2 separate regions of the Columba livia genome follow, and region 1 is linked to region 2. The links are chromatin contacts, called in public Hi-C maps. All regions are on one chromosome and are shown on one strand. The core of a region is the stretch at or near the end of the contact, and the rest is flanking DNA. Distances in the headings are between cores, read along the strand shown. Region 1 holds the start of FOXO1 (forkhead box O1). Region 2 overlaps FOXO1 (forkhead box O1).

Region 1 (5,551 bases), core at 3,006-5,505, 58 kb before region 2:
TTGCATTGAGCTGCCAGACACTTCTGTACCCCCAAAAATCCTGGGGATGCAATGACAGGGGAATTGGTGATTATGTGTTTTCCACATGCTATAAAAGGGGATGAGTGGGATTCACTGGCCTGAAGGCAGCTAGCTGAAAACGAGCGTGAAGTACTCAGAGCAAGGCCATGGCCGGAAATCTCCAATGTCTGGGGTGGCAAATCACACGTGGGTGGACCTATTTCCCTCCATTGACCATGGAGGGACCCTAAATGTGACATCCACCTCTCTCTGGGCCAGCTGGCCCTGGACCTGTGTCTGGACACTGCTGTGCAAGGCAGGAGGTGAAGGAGATGGGGTGGGAACATAAGTACCACCAAATTGTGGTGAGGGATTAGCAGATCCTTAAATTCCCTTTGTGGTTTGTGTGGTTGATGGGGTGAGATGTTCACTCCCAGGAGGTAACTCACAGCAGTGAAGTTAAGCTCCTGCTCTGAAATGGGCTGCAGACGTGCTGCCTTTCTCCAGCAGCTGCATAAGAAGCCTCAGACTGGTCAGGAGAGCTTCGGGCACCTTGAACTCACTTAGCTGGGCAGTGCGAATGCATTGTCCACCCAAGGCATGTCCAAACCCTGCTGTATGGGGAGGCCCTCGGACCTACCAGATGTGATGGAGGTGCCACGCCACCTCTCTGATACCCAGGCTCCTCGGAAACGCGGACTAAAGACCAAAGTCAGTCCGTTCCGAGAGATGTGGGAGGAAGGTGGAGGTGCTGAACTCACCCGTTCTTCCTCAGAAAATAAGCTTTCTCCCAGCTCTTATGCACACTGGTATTTCTTCATTACCTTTTGTTTGTTAAAATGTTTGTACTCTGTCACCAGGCACATACATGTAGAAAAAGCTGTACATAGAGTACGAGTGCTTTCAACTTCATGTAATCTGCTGGATTTGATCAAAACCTCAGAGTAGTAAAGAGACAGTACAGATCTTTTATTTTGGCTGCCTCAAACCCAAAATATGAATAGAAGGCTGTGCTTTATTGCAGTGATGATAAAAGGCGATCTTCCGGTCTTTAATTTGAAAAAATACAAGCTGATGCTAAGGATGATAGGAGATATTGTGTTCTAGAGGAGTGGAAAACGGGAGCAGGAGTAGGAGTAGAGAAATGAAAAGGTGGAGTGTAGGAGGAGGACTGTGGGAGTAGAAAATGAATTGCGGTGCATCCATCAGCATTTCAGCATTGTGGGAGATGAGATAAACTTAACGCTGTCATTTGTGGATGCAGTAAAATTTCTTGTACTGAGCCATCGCTGCACTGAGCTGTTTTAGGAGGCAGAAACACCCCTTCAGCAGCTGAATGGGTGGTTTTGTTTGTGGCAGTATGTCCTAAGGATGGTCACTGATGTGGGGGTGCACTGCAAGAGCGGTGCAGTTGAGGTTACAGCACGCAGCTTATGTGGCCCTCATATTCTATATGGCATGTGTGTCACTTTATTGCTTTGACTCTAAAATTGGTTGAGATGAAAGGATTCAATCCCCAAACAGTTGATGGAGAGAAGAAATCTTATGAGGAAAGCAGAGGATCACGTACACAGGGACCGGGGCCTTACAGAAGGATTCACTCACCCAGGCGGTTCCCCGAAGCTGGAGCAGACTGCCTGGATTACTCAGCCCAGGAAAGTGCAGAGCATCATCTCATCAGCCTTCAGCCTTCCTGCAGCCCTCGGCAGACCTGGGCCCAGCGATAGCACGCAATAGTCAAAATCCCCGCAGCAGAGCTAAGCACCACCTGTTGCGTTGTGAGTCATGGGGCCCCGCTTGCTGAGCAAATGCAGCATTTTGAAGGCTCTGGCTTTTTCACTCTGTACCTCCATGTTGCTCACCCCTCACTGCAAACTGCTCTATGTATTCACTGCAGAGGTTTGAGCTGCAAGAACATCAGTGGCATGGGGCACAAAGCAAGCAGAGCCATACCAAGAATGTGAGGTGAGCAATGGTAACACCATGTAGGGCCAAGAAAGGGCAATACAACCCTTATCCTGCAAAACAAGCTGGCAATGAACTACAAACACACCAGAGCTTCCTAAAATCTCCCAACAGTAGCTTTCTTCCCAGTTTTCACAGTTGGCGTGTGACAAAGGAAAGCTATCTTTTTTTAACATTTGCGTATACCAATAGAGGTCAGGGAATAACATCTCTACTTTTGACAAAATGTAAAAGCAAGGAGTGCAAGATTTAACAAAAAATCCTTAGAAGAAAGCCTGGGTAATAAATCCATTTCCATTAGCAGGATAGGTGCCAGTCTGCCTCTTTTTCTTTTTTATTCAGACGCCAAGGAAAGAGAAAGAAAATGTTTCAGTGTTCTTGGGCACTTCTTTTGTTTTGGCTCCCATTTAAGCATGTTCATTCGCCACGCAGCCCTGGCTGCTTCTCACCATTATATAATCTCTGCTTCTCCAAGGCAGGGTGCTCTCCCTTACTGCAGGGCAACTACTGTAGCTGAGTTGTGTAACGCTGCCGGATAAAACCGTTCCAAGCTGAAACGTGGCATGCAAGTTATTAGGTTGAACTGGGACTATTTTTTTTTTAACTGAAAAAAAGCACTTTTGTAAAACGCGTGGGCTAAACGATATAGATTTGTGGGCTGAATCATTTGCAGGATTTGGAAAACACAGAAATGACTTCAAGGCAAAGCAAGTCTGAAATTTGACAAGCAGCCAACCTATAATAAGGTATAACACCTTTGGCATTCAGGAAAATAAACATGACAAAACCAATGCTTTAAAATTTGATAAGTTACTATGCACTTATGCATATGTTGCACTAGCTATGCAGTTAGGTGTCATCACATATCTTTAAAAGTATTTTCATAATAGACAGTATGCGTATGTAGATGTATGATCTGTCGGTAAATTATATGCTGTGGGCCTAAATCCAGTCTTGTACTCTCCTTCATTATTGTTACTCATTTTCAGAAAATATCTTCATAGGAACAACAAGCCACATTTAAATACCATTAACGCTCTCTGCCTTGATGCAGAGAGTGAGGGAAGAGTAACGGGTTTGCCATCTCAATGGTGACAGTTACCCTGCTCCAGTGGTTCTTTGACAGACAACATCAAATGGCATGCCTGGTTGTGAATTTTGTGACTTACTAACCCATGTCTGAAGTACGTTTTTTAAAAGCACTCCTATTGAAAATGAAATAGGTTTTCTAAAAAGTAGGGTTTGACAGTTTGAGCAAGGTGTTGAGTTGTGGCTCATCCCCGGGATAGTTTCCGTAGCTTAAGCAAATGTATTCCTTTTAATTTTAAACAGAATAATGCTTCTGTGTTGCCTTGACCATATATCTATGCATGTTTATGAGCTCCGGAGGCAGAGGTGGCATGTCCTGTAACTGCTGCCTCTTTGGAAGAGAGGACTACAAGCCTTAGTAAACTGTGTGGTTTTGGGGTTTGCCGGGAAATTATCTGTTTGATAGTTGACTCGAAATTATCCTGTGCTCCCGTGCCTGCCCACGGCATAAAACTCCAGCTCACAGTATGAAAACACGCTCAGTCGAGGGGGAGGTTTATCACTTCGGGAGGCGCAGACATTTTCTGGCGAGGAGCCGGTCAGGGAGGGAAGGAGAGAGGGAGGCAGGGCAGCTGTCCCAGCCCCCGGTCCCGTCCCCCGGCGCGGGAGCTGTCCGGACTCCCACCGGGCGGGCGGAAGGGCGGCAGCAGCGCTCCGCACGGAGCCACCGCCGCTGGGCTGCTGCTGGGAGCGGGGAGCCGCCCGGACCCCCGTGCAACCCCAGCCGCGCCGCTGCAGCCGCGGGATGTCTCCGGGCCCCCGTCGGTCCCCAGGAGCGACGATCACCGCGGCCGTCGGTGCGAGCGGCAGTACCCTGCCGGCAGCAACCAAGGCAGAAACACTTGCGGGGGCACTTTCCGTGGCGATCCTCCGCAGCTCGCCGTGCGAGCAGAGTTGTTATTTCTTTCGCAGCCCGCGGCCGAAGGGCACTCCCTCCCCGGCGGGGCAAGTGAGCTCCGGCACCACCCGCGCAGCCCCTCGTCGGCGCCGAGCCCGGGGCTGCGGGGGGGTACTGCGGGCTGCCCGCCGCTTCTCACCCACCTCCGCCGCCGGAAAACAAAAACCACCCAGTAACAGCACGGGGGGACCGGCACCCTCCTGCCAAACCGGCCCCGCGGCGGGAGGCGGGCGGGCGGAGCGGCGCTGCCATTGGCGCGGTGCTGGCCGTCCCTCCCCCCCGGGAGGAGAAGGAGGAGGAAGGCTGGAGGCGGGCCCGCGTGGGGCGGTCGCTCCAGTCGGTGCGCGCCGGGCGGCCGTGTCGCTGCTGTTGCTGCTGCCGCCGAGGTTAGGGAGCCGGGAACCGGAGAGGGGCTGGGCGGCTGGGCCGGAGCCGCGAGGCGAGTTGGCGGCCGCGCCGTCGGGGTTGCGCCCGTCCGCGCTCGGAGCCTGCATGGGGCGGCGGCGCTGAGTCCAGCCGCCCCGCTGCTGCAGCCGCTGCCGCCGCGCTCCCGCCCCGGCCCCACCATGGCCGAGGCACCGCAGCTGGTGGACATCGACCCCGACTTCGAGCCGCTGCCGCGGCCCCGCTCCTGCACCTGGCCCCTGCCGCGGCCGGAGTTCAATCCCTCCAGCTCGGCCACCTCCAGCCCGGCGCCGTCGTGCGGCGGGCAGCCCGACGGGGCGGCCGGGGCCGCGGCCGGGGCTGCCGCCTCGGGAGGGCTCAGCGCCGACTTCATCAGCAACCTCAGCCTGCTAGAGGAGAGCGAGGACTTCGCGCCGCTGCCCCCCGCCGCCGTTCCCCCGGAGGCGACCGCTTGCCGGTGTGGGGACTTCTCGGCGCCCGAGGCAGGCTGCCGCCTCCACCCGCCGGGGCCGCCGCCGGTGCCGCCAGTGCCGCCTCCCGTGGCGGGTCTGTCGCCGGGCCCCGTGGCCGGGCAGCCCCGCAAAAGCAGCTCATCGCGCCGTAACGCCTGGGGCAACCTGTCCTACGCGGACCTCATCACCAAGGCCATCGAGAGCTCCCCCGAGAAGCGGCTCACCCTCTCCCAGATCTATGAGTGGATGGTCAAGAGTGTCCCCTACTTCAAGGATAAAGGCGACAGCAACAGCTCGGCTGGCTGGAAGGTGAGGGGCGGGCGGCGGGCGATTCCCCGTCGGAAGGGGGTCCCGGGAAGCTCCGTCGCGGAGCTGCGGGCGCCGTGTTCGGCGCTGCACACGCTGCCGCCCGGGCAGGGAGCTGCGGCGCTGCGAACGGCGGGTCACGCCGCCCTCGCCTGGGCTTCTCGCTACCCGCCGCGGAGTTTGCAGCGCTCCGGTTCAATGTCTCTTTCTTACCCTTAAAATTTTACTTTTTACTTTTTTTTTTTTTTTTTTTTCCCTTAGCTTTCCTAAGGGAGAAATCCGAAGGCGAAAAAGCATTTTCGCTCTCTCCCCGCGGGGCGCAGGAGGGGCTGGGGCCGCCCCCCCCGCTTGCCTCTCTCCGCCTCCCCCCCACTCCCCGCCCTGCCCCGCCGAAAGCAAAAGTTCACGCCGTGTCACGGCGCCGTCCGCGGGCAAA
Region 2 (5,741 bases), core at 2,382-4,881:
TACTGAAATCTTACAAAATGAATCCTCCTATGAAAGTATTTCCATGTTTGAAGGTGGTGTTTCATGGGTGGTCATCTGGGAAAGACTCTTCCTATGTCACCATCTGTAGTGAAAAGCACAGAGAAACAGTGCAAAGTCCCTCTAGTAAGACTGAAGTGTTTCTGCATTTTTTCCAGCTGACACTTCTTAACCATGTAACAGCACAGGACAAAAATGAAGTCAAACAAAATCACACACTCCCCCGCCCCCCCCAAGAACAAAGGACCCAAAAAAACATGACCTGTTTGGGAGGAAATCCTGCCCTTCCACCTTCATGCAGCTGCAGGTGGCCAATTGCCAGCATCTTCTAAATATGACTCTTTGACCTGAGGCTATGTGACGTGCTTTTTGTCCATGCTCTTACCTGACAACAGAGAAGGTTTCTGAGCTGTAATCAATGAATGCTCCAATTGGGTGACAAAGATAGCTATTTCATTAGCATCTGAAGCCTCCGAAGCTACAGCCAGATGTGTGGTGGTGTTGGTGAGTATTGTAGTACCAGGAACCCTTTTGAGAGAGAGATGTGGCTAAGGCTGTTTCATGAACAAGTGTGCTATCTGATGACAAACACTTTTGGGTGACCAAAAGTGTCAAGCTCCAAGCTCCATGTGCAGCATCTGCATCTGAACTGGTATCTCAAAGTCATTAGATGAGACAAACAAGATTGCCTTACATCAGCCAGTTGTACCAAAGGCAATTCTGCTACATCTGGAATTACCAATATTTTCTTTCCTCCTTAGCCTCCTCTCCCTGCCCCTGCAAACGTGATGGGATGGTTGGAAACCACAGCAAAGTGGGTACAAGCAGTGTAACTTCCCAGCAGACCTGCTCATTTGGCTGAGTGTGGTCTAGCTCAGCTTTGGACAAATGCTCCGTGGTGCCACTTCCCATGGTTATCCCCGGCTGCTGCCATCTGGCTGCTAATGCTGAAGGAACCCTGGACAAGTGTGGTGGTGGACTTCTTGTCCTTTGCCTACTTTCCTAGGAGGTTTTTTTTTTTTTCATAACTTGTTTTTAGAATGGTGCTTGCCACTAAGGCTCCAAGAGAATGTTGATTTGAACATCTGGACCCGCTGTAGAGTCCCCATACACAGACCTTGAAAGGCAGATCTGATGTCCTCTTTAACAGCATATGGGAATCTTAGGGTCTTTCCTTCTCTGCTGCAAAGCTTTTGCTTTGATGCTCTCTCCACAGAGGGACTATGCTAGTTCTTTGTCCTCCTGTAAGCTGTCAGTAATGTGACGTGCTAACATGCCTGGTGCCAGCCACCAGTGATGATGGCAGACGCCTCTCAGCAGTGATGTTACCTGGTGGGTCTCTGAACTTCTACCAGTAATTGACCCTGATTTTCTTGCCAGGCGTGTTCCTATTGCAGTTATCTTAGAGGGTCATGGCAAAAGTGGTCTTGAGTGTCATATTCCCTGAAAGTTTCTCTCCAGCTTCTCAATCCGTTTCAGACTTTGTTTGGAGAGATCTGAGAACAGCAGTCTAATACTGTTCCCCAATCTGTATTTGCAGCTGATGGTAGTGCAAGATGACTAGCAACATGTGTAAACTGTCCTCCTGGATGAGGTGTAGGAAGCAATGGACTGCTGAGAAGTCCTCTGAAAGAAAAATTGGTAGGCACTCATTAGACTGTTAACTTTAATAGCAATGTTGATCTGTGTATGGTGGGAGCAGTCTTGCTTTAATGGCCTCCCTCTTTGTTAGGGCTGCATTCACCTCCAGAGGCAAACTCCTTCTGCCATAGTTACTGGTGAATCTCTTTTCTGAGATACCATGGCAGGCTTTACTGCGATACCACCAGCATATGCACCTTGAGAGCAAATCTGCTTGTTTTTGTAAAATGTATCGACTGTTGCATCCATTCCTTGCTCTCCCTTTTGCTGGCTACCACAGCACTGTGGTTGTTGAACAGGTGCGTGAGAGGGTATGAGGGTGGGAGACACCATGGGCACTCACAGGTGTTTTTCCAAGGTTTGAGTCTTGCAGCTCCCTGGATACCCACAGATCCAGTTAGATTCCAGTTGGAAAGTTTCGCAGTGGGATTAAACAGAAGCTCTGCAGCAGGAGTTCTGCTCAGCTTCCCTCTCCCTTGCGTGCTCCAGGGACCGGGGTGAGGGAGCACGACTCTATGGTCTCTCTTCAGTGAGAACAGGCCTAAAATGTCATCAGATTTAACAAAGCAACTGTGTTTTGGGGTGTTTGTCTTTTTGTAAAACATGAAAACAATTTACTGAAAAAATAATTAAATACTTCAAGTTTAATTGTAATAGTGGTATGATTTTTTTCATCAATTAGTCAAGTTAAGTTGCATGTTTTAGTGTATCGCTTGGGTTTAAATACAGTATTAGATATCAGCAGAGCTACTTGCACACAGGGATTAAATGACTGAGACATTGATTTCTTTAATTGTTTAAAAGTATAAAGCAGTTTGAGTTTTTTTGTTGCTTACAAGATCAGCAAGCAGGGCATTCTTGCAGCAGTGCGGTTCAGCTGTAGCAAATGTTGGAAATGCAGCTGAATTATATAAATATGTAGGTTCAAATGAATAGTTTTCTTGGCTTCACGTGTTTCGCTAGCTAGCATGTGCTCGTCACATTGCATTTAGCAGATACTGATTTTGCATATTTTGGCTCTTAAATCAGCGAGTAGCGACAAGCATAGCCACAATTCCCGGTCTGTATGCTGAAGCAGGGCATGAAGTCAGACCAAACAGGAGCGGAGGCTTCTCTGCACTTTATCTCAGGGGCGGAAACTCAATCCCAGGAAACACCCCACAGGTGGCAGCAGCCCTGCTGCCGACCTGGCAACGTTTGGGTAAAACTCCAGTGGGAATGCTCTCAGAGTGACCTGGCAAGCGTCGCCATAGCATGGAAACCTGCTTCAAAACGCGGCTACTTGCTTTTTGCGTCATTCAGGCCAGGTTTTGGGAGGCTTTGCTCCGAAGTCCGGCCGAAAGCCATGGCTGGAGACATCTCGCAGCTGACAGCCGCGCTGCCAAGATCCTCTGCTGAAACTATACTTTTTTATCAGGTCATGTTTGTGTCTGGCAAGGATTTGTAGACACAACATCATTAACAGCAGTGCATATTTTCACAAGATTTACCTCTTCAACACTTTTTCCAAGTTAGTAAATCATAGCTTCTTTAATGTCCTGCTGGCTGCGTGAAAAACAGGAATTTATGTAACAAGCTCTGGGCCGCAAACCTTTTCCTGTTAGGAAAATTTTTTTTTCATTGCTGGCAGAGTTAGGAGACAGCTCTGTTACTCAGAGAGTGACCTCAGATGGCCTCAGTACAATAATACCAAATTATAACATTTTTGATGACTAAGGAATAGCAGTGATTTCTTAAATATTTAACACTTCTGTTGCAGGAAGGGGGAACTGAGCCTTAGCACGGTATTCTCTCTGCCTGATGTTTTGTGTGTTTGATATGCCTATTTTGATAGAAAACAGTAAGCCTGAGCCAACTGGGTATGTTTACAAAATACAGTAAAAAAAAAAAAATGAACTGGTGCAGGAGGCTTTCTAATCAACAGACGTGCAGAACAACTTTCTTGTGACATTTCTAGAGCTGGAGTTGTGTCAGCTGAGGATTCAGCTGTGGCGCTCGAATGAAAACAATGGGCTGTGCCAGGCTGGCCTCATGAAGCTTCTTGGTTATCCCTTGTGTCCACGGGCAAGTCCAAAGATGGATTTTTGGGCTTACCCTCCCAATGCGTTAGCTGTACCTGCTGAAAATAAAATTTCAAGGCCTTCCCTAACACCCTGTAGCTAGATAGAGGATGAGATTTTGATTGTGGCTTTACCTGCAGTGAAGAGATACACTCTTACGTTAACTAGTTAATATGAGAAAGAATGTCTTTCTTTCAGAACTGAGTAAAGAAATGCTCGAATTGTCGCTAGTATTTCTTTAACTGGGATAATTTGTTAAAAATGGTTCTTTGGAGGGGAAGGAGAAGGTGGAAAGGCTTCTGAGGTGAGGCACGTGGTTTGACTCTGTGCTATGCTGGTTGAACAGTGAGCGGTCATGAGGCCATGTTTTGCCGTCTTCTAACGTCAAAGAGCACCACATGTCCCTGTTTGGGGTGAAGCTGCACTCGTTGGGGGGATAATCTCAGGACCCTGCTGTCTGTAAGGACTACAGGACTTTAACATCTCCTTGATACCCTCATCTGCTGAAGGTCTCCTCTTTGACCCCAAGAATAACCAAGTATTTCTGTGCATCTCTGCAGGTGGCCAGGCCTGCTTTGGCCATTGGCTTTCCGTGGTCCACAATGTGTCGTGGCCCTTGCAGGGAATTTGAGCCAGCTCCTATGAGTTGACTGTTTTCACCTGGCATGCCCCCTTATAGTCTTTGCTCCTTTTCTTCTGTCAGCAGGATGTATAGGCAATGGGGAAAGATGTGCATCTTTGAGAAAGCAGATGTATGCAGGAAGACAGGTAGAGAAGGTGAAGGAAGACATTTGTAGAGATTCTGGTGTCACAGGCAGCACTCAGGGTTGGGAAATACAGCAAAAGCAGTCAGAGACCAGTGCAGTGGCTGTGTTGCTCGTCCTCTGGTTTGCCTCACAAAACGTGCAAAGCTCCATTGTCCTCTTGGTTTGGTGCCGTGGTGGTCCTTGGGGGTCAGGTTAAAAACTTAAAGAAGGTAGATGGGAGGAACAAGATAGGAAAACAATAAAGACAGAACGGGGCTTTTGTACATCCGGCAGCCATATACTGTTTTGAGACAATTGTCCTACTGGCCTGCTGGTCAAGACCAGCCTTACTACTGCTTTCTAGAAACAGTCTTTCTACTTTTGCTCCCTGAAATTTTTCTTTAGACAACCTGCTAAAAATGACTATGAATGGAAGGCAGCTGCTGCATCAGTGATTTACCTGCCATCGAGGTCTAATTTCTGGTTTACCCATTTAATATGTTGTTTTGTGGTTCCCTCCTACTTGTGTGTGAATTGCAGTCCTAGCACAGACTATGGGTCCTAATGTAGTTTGTGCTACTGTCCCACCCTCTTACCAATGTCTATGCATCTATGGCTGGTTATTTCAGCACTCTTTGAACTTGTGGCCTTTTAGCAATAATGTAAAAATATAGGACAGCTTTTCTGTTGATATAATGTTCTTTACATGCACTCAGCAGAAAATTACACAAGGAAAAAAAATGTTTATCTACAGCTTGGTAATGTGAAGGGTAGACACTTGTTAACAGGTCAACCTGGGGGCTTAGGCTTTGGATTTTTGGATATTTTTTTTCTCTCTCTCTTGTTCGTTTGTTTGTTTATATTTAAGAACAAAACATGAAACATTACTTGTGGCCAAGGAGGTAATGAAGAGCTTCAGTACCTCTGGTCAGTCTTGGCTCAAGATAGCTTGTGCTCTCAGGTATTAGAAGAGTCCATTTTGTATATTAAAATATTGGTTTTGAAAGACAAAGATGATTTTATGACTGAGGGTTTAAATGCAATTTTTTCTATGCTGTTTGCCTTTCTCCCTTGTGATTTCTTAGGCAATTTGTGGTGTTTATTTATAAAAATTAGAACTTAATCCTCAAGTGGCTTTCTGTATGTGTTTTCTCACACAACACAAGTAATATAAACCTCACTAATGCTGTGTGGCAACACTCACAGGCTGGCATATTTGCAGGGTTTAGGGATGTGCATGATGAGGTGCAATTATAAGGACCATACAATAGGATCT

The links. Hi-C and Micro-C count contacts between places; a contact is called where the count stands out from the background.
Region 1: a Hi-C map of crop shows a contact between it and region 2, with 1.6 times the contacts expected there. The contact joins the promoter of FOXO1 here to the enhancer-like site in region 2. A contact is called at or near these places in 2 of 2 Hi-C or Micro-C datasets (crop and liver).

The regions. Positions count from the first base shown.
Region 1 is chr1:29,436,735-29,442,285 of bColLiv1.pat.W.v2, reverse strand. It overlaps FOXO1 (forkhead box O1), which reads left to right and starts at 4,255. Exons shown (of 3, transcript XM_065052524.1): 1 at 4,255-5,118. The coding sequence starts at 4,519.
Region 2 is chr1:29,377,816-29,383,556 of bColLiv1.pat.W.v2, reverse strand. The region is part of intron 1 of FOXO1 (forkhead box O1); the gene reads left to right. Among named protein-coding and RNA genes, the nearest start is that of FOXO1, 57 kb to the left of the region's middle. Within about 2 kb of position 3,631, at least 1 of the 3 cell types and tissues checked has an H3K27ac peak away from gene starts, as active enhancers do.